Linked DNA regions of Mus musculus: region 1 is linked to region 2. A link is a contact called in public promoter capture Hi-C data. All regions are on one chromosome and are shown on one strand. Each heading gives the region's core, a stretch centred on a gene start, on an enhancer-like site or on the middle of the called end of the contact. The rest is flanking DNA. Distances are from core to core; before and after follow the strand shown.

Region 1 (3,135 bases), core at 280-2,779, 130 kb after region 2:
TCCTATCTCTTGGGGAGCCCCATCCGGGCACAGAACCCCATGTGCTTCCTAACCACAACCGCAGCCCCTGGGGGCACAAGGGAAGCAGGCCGCTCATCCTGTAGTGATGGCACCAGCCCTGCCCTGCCCCCACCTTGAGCCAAGTTCTAGGGCAACTCTGACGGTGTGAGAGAGCATCAGGCCATCATGGGGAAGCAGGTAGGGAGAGCCCCAGCCTACCTGAGTCTTTGTTCATGCTCTGCCCTCGCTACAGAGTAGTCACAAAGCCCCTTCCTCGATTGATACATGACCCCATGGACTCCAACCTGGAAAAGGTGTCCTCCTAAAGCAGCAGATGAGGAACGGTCTCTAACACCCATCGGGTGCAGGCCCAGGCCTACATCGACTTCATCCAAAAGAGCGGCTCTTGCCATTCTACACTTGGCAGAGAGGGGAACTGAAGTTCAGTCTGACTAGATAGTACACACAAGGGCTGAGGTGGGAGAGCCACAACCCTGAGAGCTCCCGAGGGTGGGTGGGGGCAGGAAGCTGGGCTACTCTGCTGCTCTGACTCCTTATAGCATCAGAGGATGCCTCCTTGGTGAACCTTTCCCTGACCTTAGGTTAGGTCAGGGCTCTAGACTGGAGTTGTCAGGGACTGTCCTCTCTGGGTTGTTCGCACCGCATGGGTCCATCCAACCACTGTGGACTAGATGGGAGGAAAGGCCCAGCTCAGAGCCCAGCCCTACTCTGGCTCACCCCGCTTGGTGCTGTTAAGATAGGGTGGATGGCCCTCCTCTAGGCGCTGTGACCACCAGGGAGAACATTATGAATACAGAACTAGAGACTGGAGGACGGCAGCAACACTCTTCACCCATCTTTCAGTCTAGACCCAGCAGGGCACGGTGCCAGTGTCTGAGGAGGCTAAGTACCTTGTAAAGGCAGCGGCTTTGGGTAAGTTATGAGACTGTCATTATGCAGTTTAACCTATCAGAGCCTCAGGTCCCCCAAATGTCCGTGGGGACCTGACAAGTCTCAACCAGCTGGCTTTTCCCTCATCCCACTCCTAGCCTCAGCTTCTCTATCAGTAAGCAGGGGACACTGACAGGCTTGGAGATGACTTAAAGGCAGGATAGCTGGGGGGGGGGGGGGGTGGATGGGACCCCCTCAGGGCCATCCCAGGGCCAAAGAAGGGTCACTTCCTTCCGTGCCGGTGGTTGCCAGTCACCTCTGGGTGGCCCCCTGCCTTGGTGCGGTGGCGCCAGGATTTCCTCCGCGGACCTGCGGCTCCCTGCACCCAAGACCTCGCGGGCCCACGGCTGCACGTGCGGCTGCCTCGGCCTAGCTTCTTTTGTGATCCTTCTCCCTCCAGTCGTTTTTCGGTTTCAAGCGCCGCCCTAGCTGGGTCCGGGCGATTCCAGAGCAGAGGCGATGCTCGGTTCCTAGGTCCGCACGGCTGGCAGGGCGGTGTTAGGACCCCGCGGCTCAGAGTCCCAGGGGGCGTGGCCGGGCGGCCGGTGCTATTTAAAAGGCGGGCGCCGCCCCCTCCCGGCCGGCTGGAGCGGCGCTGCAGCGGTCCGGCCTCGGCGGGCCAGACCCCCGGGGTTGCGCGAACGATGCGCGGAGGAGTCAGGCGGCGGCGGCGGCGCTGAGCCAGGTAGGGGCGGCGGTCGGCGGCGGTGCCTAGAGAGCTAGGGCCGGACCCTCCCTCGGCACCCGGGTGTTAGCAGATCTACCTAAGGAAGGGCTCAGATAGGCGTTCCCATTTGACAGCTGGGAAAATCGAGGCAGGAAGCTCTGGGTGTGCCTAGGAGCACACAGCCAAGCAAGCAGATTAGGATTTGAATTCAGGTCTGCCCCAGGCAGACATGGGCTTTCCACACTACCACTATTATCTGGAGGGGATACCCAGAACTCTTTGGGGAGACTTCTTTATGTGTGATAGATAGGAGGGACCCCCCTACCCCACCTCCACCCTGACATTTCACATCACAAGCACATTCCTTTGGGTTAAGGTCTGATTCCCCTGAGATGTAGGATGTCTCTAGAACGGGCTGCCCCTAGTGAGTGATTCACTGCACTGTGAGCCTTGAAGCTGCTCTCCCAGGCCCCCTTTGACAGTAGTCATAACAGACTGAGAGCCCTACCGCTCAGTATACTCCTGGGCCTGGGGCTGTAGGCTCCTGAGTAACTTAGGAAGGAAGTCTTGGCAGTTGCTTTGGAGGCACAGGGGCTGGATTCTGATACCGACTCTTCGATTTACTGTACAAGTGCCTTAGGGTAAGTCATTTCTCTGAATCTCGTGGTCTGGGAGAGAGATCCACAGGGTGCCCGTGGGGTCTGCACTAGTGGAGACCACCCAGCACTAAGGGACTATAGATCTGGCTGAGTCCCAGTTGCAGCACACCTAGGGGCTAAGGATCAGGCACTTTGCCTTCCCAAGCCTCGGTCCTCCAGTCTGTAAATGGGAATTATAGTAATCACCTCACTTGGTGGTTGTGAGAGTTAAAAGACCTGCAGTCAACCTAGGGCTTAGAAAAATTGTAACCTCCTTGCATAGTAGGGGCAGTCTTATTTTTATTATAGGTTTGACTCCACTATCTGTCTGTCCCCCTCTGTCATGCACGCGCGAGCACGCGTGCATGTGCACACACACATACAAGCACATACAGAGATATTCTTTGACACCTCTCCAATCAGAATCCAGCTACCTGCCTGCAGAGCCAGGACCTCTATCCTCAGCATCGTTGGTATCTGAACCATCAGGGAAGGACATGGAAGGGTCCCAGTACTTTCCTGGTCATGCTCCACCTGATCCATGCTAAGCAAGGATAGCCAGTGTTGGAATGGGAACTGGTGTGTCCTGCAGATGAATCACCTAGGCAAGGAGAGATAAAGAATTTGCCCTGAGGACCACACTAGCCAGTGGTGGGGCTTGACAGTGAGCCCTGGGTTTGAATGCCTCTGGTTGTCCCTGGGGGGCTGAGTTCTCACTGCTGCAGATGGGGCACAGCAGGGTGCTTCTTTCCACCATAATTCTGTGGGGACTGTCTCTTCTGGATGTGCAGAGGAAGGAGAGACAGGGTCCCTTTGGGCATCCCTACCTTAACCCCAGGTCCTAACTTGTCCTTATTGCAGCTGAATTTGTGACATCAT
Region 2 (2,931 bases), core at 162-2,661:
GGGAAAAAAAGTGTTTGACTTATCTTTGCCACCCAGGATCAAAAGCTCGGACAGGATGGAGCCCCTCCCACTCTGAGGGCTTTGCAAGTCTAGACTTATCCGAAAGGCTAGCATGGAGCAAGAAAGGATCAAAGTTTGAGTCACCTCTGAGCCTGGCCAAGTGTGGGCGGGAGCCGCTTTCAGCTAAGCTCGCCACGCTGGTTACCACCACGGTGCGCTCCGCTCCCACGGCATAGAGTTCTTCTCACTTCATCCACATCAGTGACCGAATCTCAACGGGCTCTGCAACACGCCCGTGCCCTACGTGAGCCATTGGCCATCCCTTGGGAAACTAGTGTGTGGAAAGCCCCTTTTCATCACAGCCCAATCAGGGCTAGGGGCCGCGAGCAGGCCGGATGCAGACAAACCGTGGCTTTTCTCACCTACTGGATTGGAAGGTTCGTCCCCTCACTCTGGGGTCGGGTTAAAGCAGAGCCGGAACTCAAAGCCAATCAAGTCTCTCCACCAAACAGACTGATCTCAGTCCGCACTCACTCTGTCCCCGGAGCGCAGAGCAGACTACTGCCAGCAGTACGCTATTCCCGGGTCTCTGGCCTCAGGCCGGAGCCCAGACCAGCGGTGTCCCCTCCCTCCTCCCACTGGGGTCCAGTGAGGGTGTCCCGCACGCTCCGCCCAGTCCTGGCCCGGGCCAGTCGCCAGGCACTGCAGATCACCCCCAACCCACCAAATCCATCTCATCCCCTCCCGGCTCAAAGGACCTCCGGAGGTGAGACAGAGAAGGGCTGCCAACAGGCGTTGCCGGAGGAACCCAGAGAAAAGTTTGAAGCCAAGTAGGGGGAAAACGATGGACAGAAAGGGAGCAGAGAGTCGGGGCAGCTTCAGGGCTCTCAGTGCGCACATACCCCACAGATACTCAACTCAGACACGTCGACAAGCATAGACCACGTATGCGGACACTAGGAGCGCCCACCGGTCCCCACAACCAAACGCAAGGCTGCAAAACGGGGACACTGGAGCGAGATAGCCATGCAAAGCCACGCACACACAAAGGCAAGGCAGATGCTGGCTTCCGAACCCAAATCCACAAAAGACCCAGTACCGTGAGATGCACGTGTTCTTACAAAGACCCTGGAGGCGCCGGCCCACGCCCACGACCCCCAGGCAGAGCCTTTGTCTCCTGAAAGCCCTCACCCTTGCTCCCCCGACTCTATGGCTCGGTGTCCCGGAAAAGTTGAGGGGCCTTGGCAGGACCCGGACCCGCCCCTCGCGCTGGCCTGCTCACGGGATGGGGCGGTGAGGTTGGAGTCCCGGGCTCCAAACCTCCAAATGCGCGCCGATCTCGCTGCGCCTCCCGACAGCACCCACCTGGCAGGTCTGCAGTTGTCGCCTCGGCACGCTCACCTAGGCGACCCGGCGTTGGCCCATGGGCCGGCGCTTTTCTCCGCGCCGCTCGTCCCGCCCCACGTCCCCGCCCGCCGCCGGGCTCCCCTTGCTCGGCACCCAGTGGCTGCACCGGCAACAGGCCAGGAAGCTCAGGGAGCGTCGTTAAAGTGCAAGTCTAGGGGGGCGTTTTAGCAGCCCTGCCCCCGCCGGCCGAGCACGGGTTCCACCCTAGGGAGCGTCTAAAAAGTGCGCGGTTCCCTCCTACTCCACAAGGCCTCTCCCAGCTTCCTGCAACCCGGATCCCTGCCCCCTCTGCCTTCCTTCAGTTGCGCGTCCCAGTAATCTCAGCAGATGGCCGCTGGGTCGGGAACATCTGGAGGTCGCCAGTGTGTGTGTGTGTGTGTGTGTGTGTGTGTGTGTGTGTGTGTAGGAAAGCAGAATTAGTTGGCAAGAATGGGTGGGTGAGGGTTTTTCTCTCAAATTCTCCCCTACCCCACTTAAAAAAAAAGTTTTAAAAAAGGTCCAGAGTCACTAATGGGTGTGTTTGAGAAAAGAGACAAGGCAGAACAGAAGAGAGAGAGAGCAAAAGCAGGAAAGCTGGCAGACACCAAGTGAGGGAGAAAGCAACAGACTTAACAGACATATTTTTTTTCCTGGAGGGAAAGTCAACTTCTGGCTGGATTTCCAAGAAGGGAAACTGCTCTGTAGTAGCGGCTTAAGTCTTCCATCCTCTTCTGCCGAAATTATTTGCATATATATATATATATATATATATATATATGCAAATATATATGATATATGACATGTGTGTGTTTGAAAAAAAATACATGAGTGAAGAGAGAAATTGCCTGCTGCAGGTACTTCTATCCACATACCCAGACAGTGCCTATCTCCAGAGGGAAGTAAAGGGTTAGAGGGAAGTGTGGTATTGTCTCTGGACCTCCCAGGAACTTGCCACCTTGGAAAGGGCCCCTGGGTGGGGAACTCCAGCCATGTTTCCCTGCCGTGGCCCAGGCTTGTTGCACACAGTCTTTTCATTTCTTTCTTCCTTATTATTTAAAAACAGAAATCTTTGCTTGGGCTTGTGCGTGTCTGCCCGAGGAAAAGGAAGTTCCCAGTCAGCAAAGTCAAGTTCACACTCAGAAGAAAGTGGTTGTTCAGACCCTTCCCTTCCCTCCACCATGTGGCCCTGGGGACTCACCTGGGCTGAACCCTGCTATTAATGAGGAGAGGGGACAATGGTCCCTGTCTCCTAGGAGGGGGAGGCAGGATAACTGTCAGTGTGAAAGCCTAGCTCTGGAGAAAGAATGTTTCAAAAAGCCAAAAGAGGGAAAGAAAAAAAAAATCCATCATCCTTGGGAATAGGAGGTCTTTAGGGGAATCTTTTTACTGTGGCCTCGTCTGAAATCGTATCCAAGTGGGCAGGGTCACCCTTACAATTTAGTGCTATACTACCAATTTTCTTGGAGCCTCCTGGGCAGAGTCTGAACTCCTCTTCCTATGGAGTAGGAATACAAGAGGAATGATGTAGAGTTGGTGAAAGAATTA

The links. Capture Hi-C pulls out chosen DNA fragments and counts their contacts.
Region 1: a promoter capture Hi-C map of pancreatic islet shows a contact between it and region 2. The contact joins the promoter of Lrrc32 here to the promoter of Tsku in region 2. A contact is called at or near these places in 1 of 484 Hi-C or Micro-C datasets (nephron progenitors), 2 of 115 datasets of contacts at active chromatin or transcription factors (embryonic stem cells and pancreatic cancer cells) and 3 of 9 other capture datasets (adipose tissue, liver and pancreatic islet).

The regions. Positions count from the first base shown.
Region 1 is chr7:98,488,462-98,491,596 of GRCm38.p6, forward strand. It overlaps Lrrc32 (leucine rich repeat containing 32), which reads left to right and starts at 1,530. Exons shown (of 3, transcript NM_001113379.2): 1 at 1,530-1,636.
Region 2 is chr7:98,359,877-98,362,807 of GRCm38.p6, forward strand. Tsku (tsukushi, small leucine rich proteoglycan) reads right to left here and starts at 1,412. Exons shown (of 2, transcript NM_001024619.3): 1 at 1,366-1,412.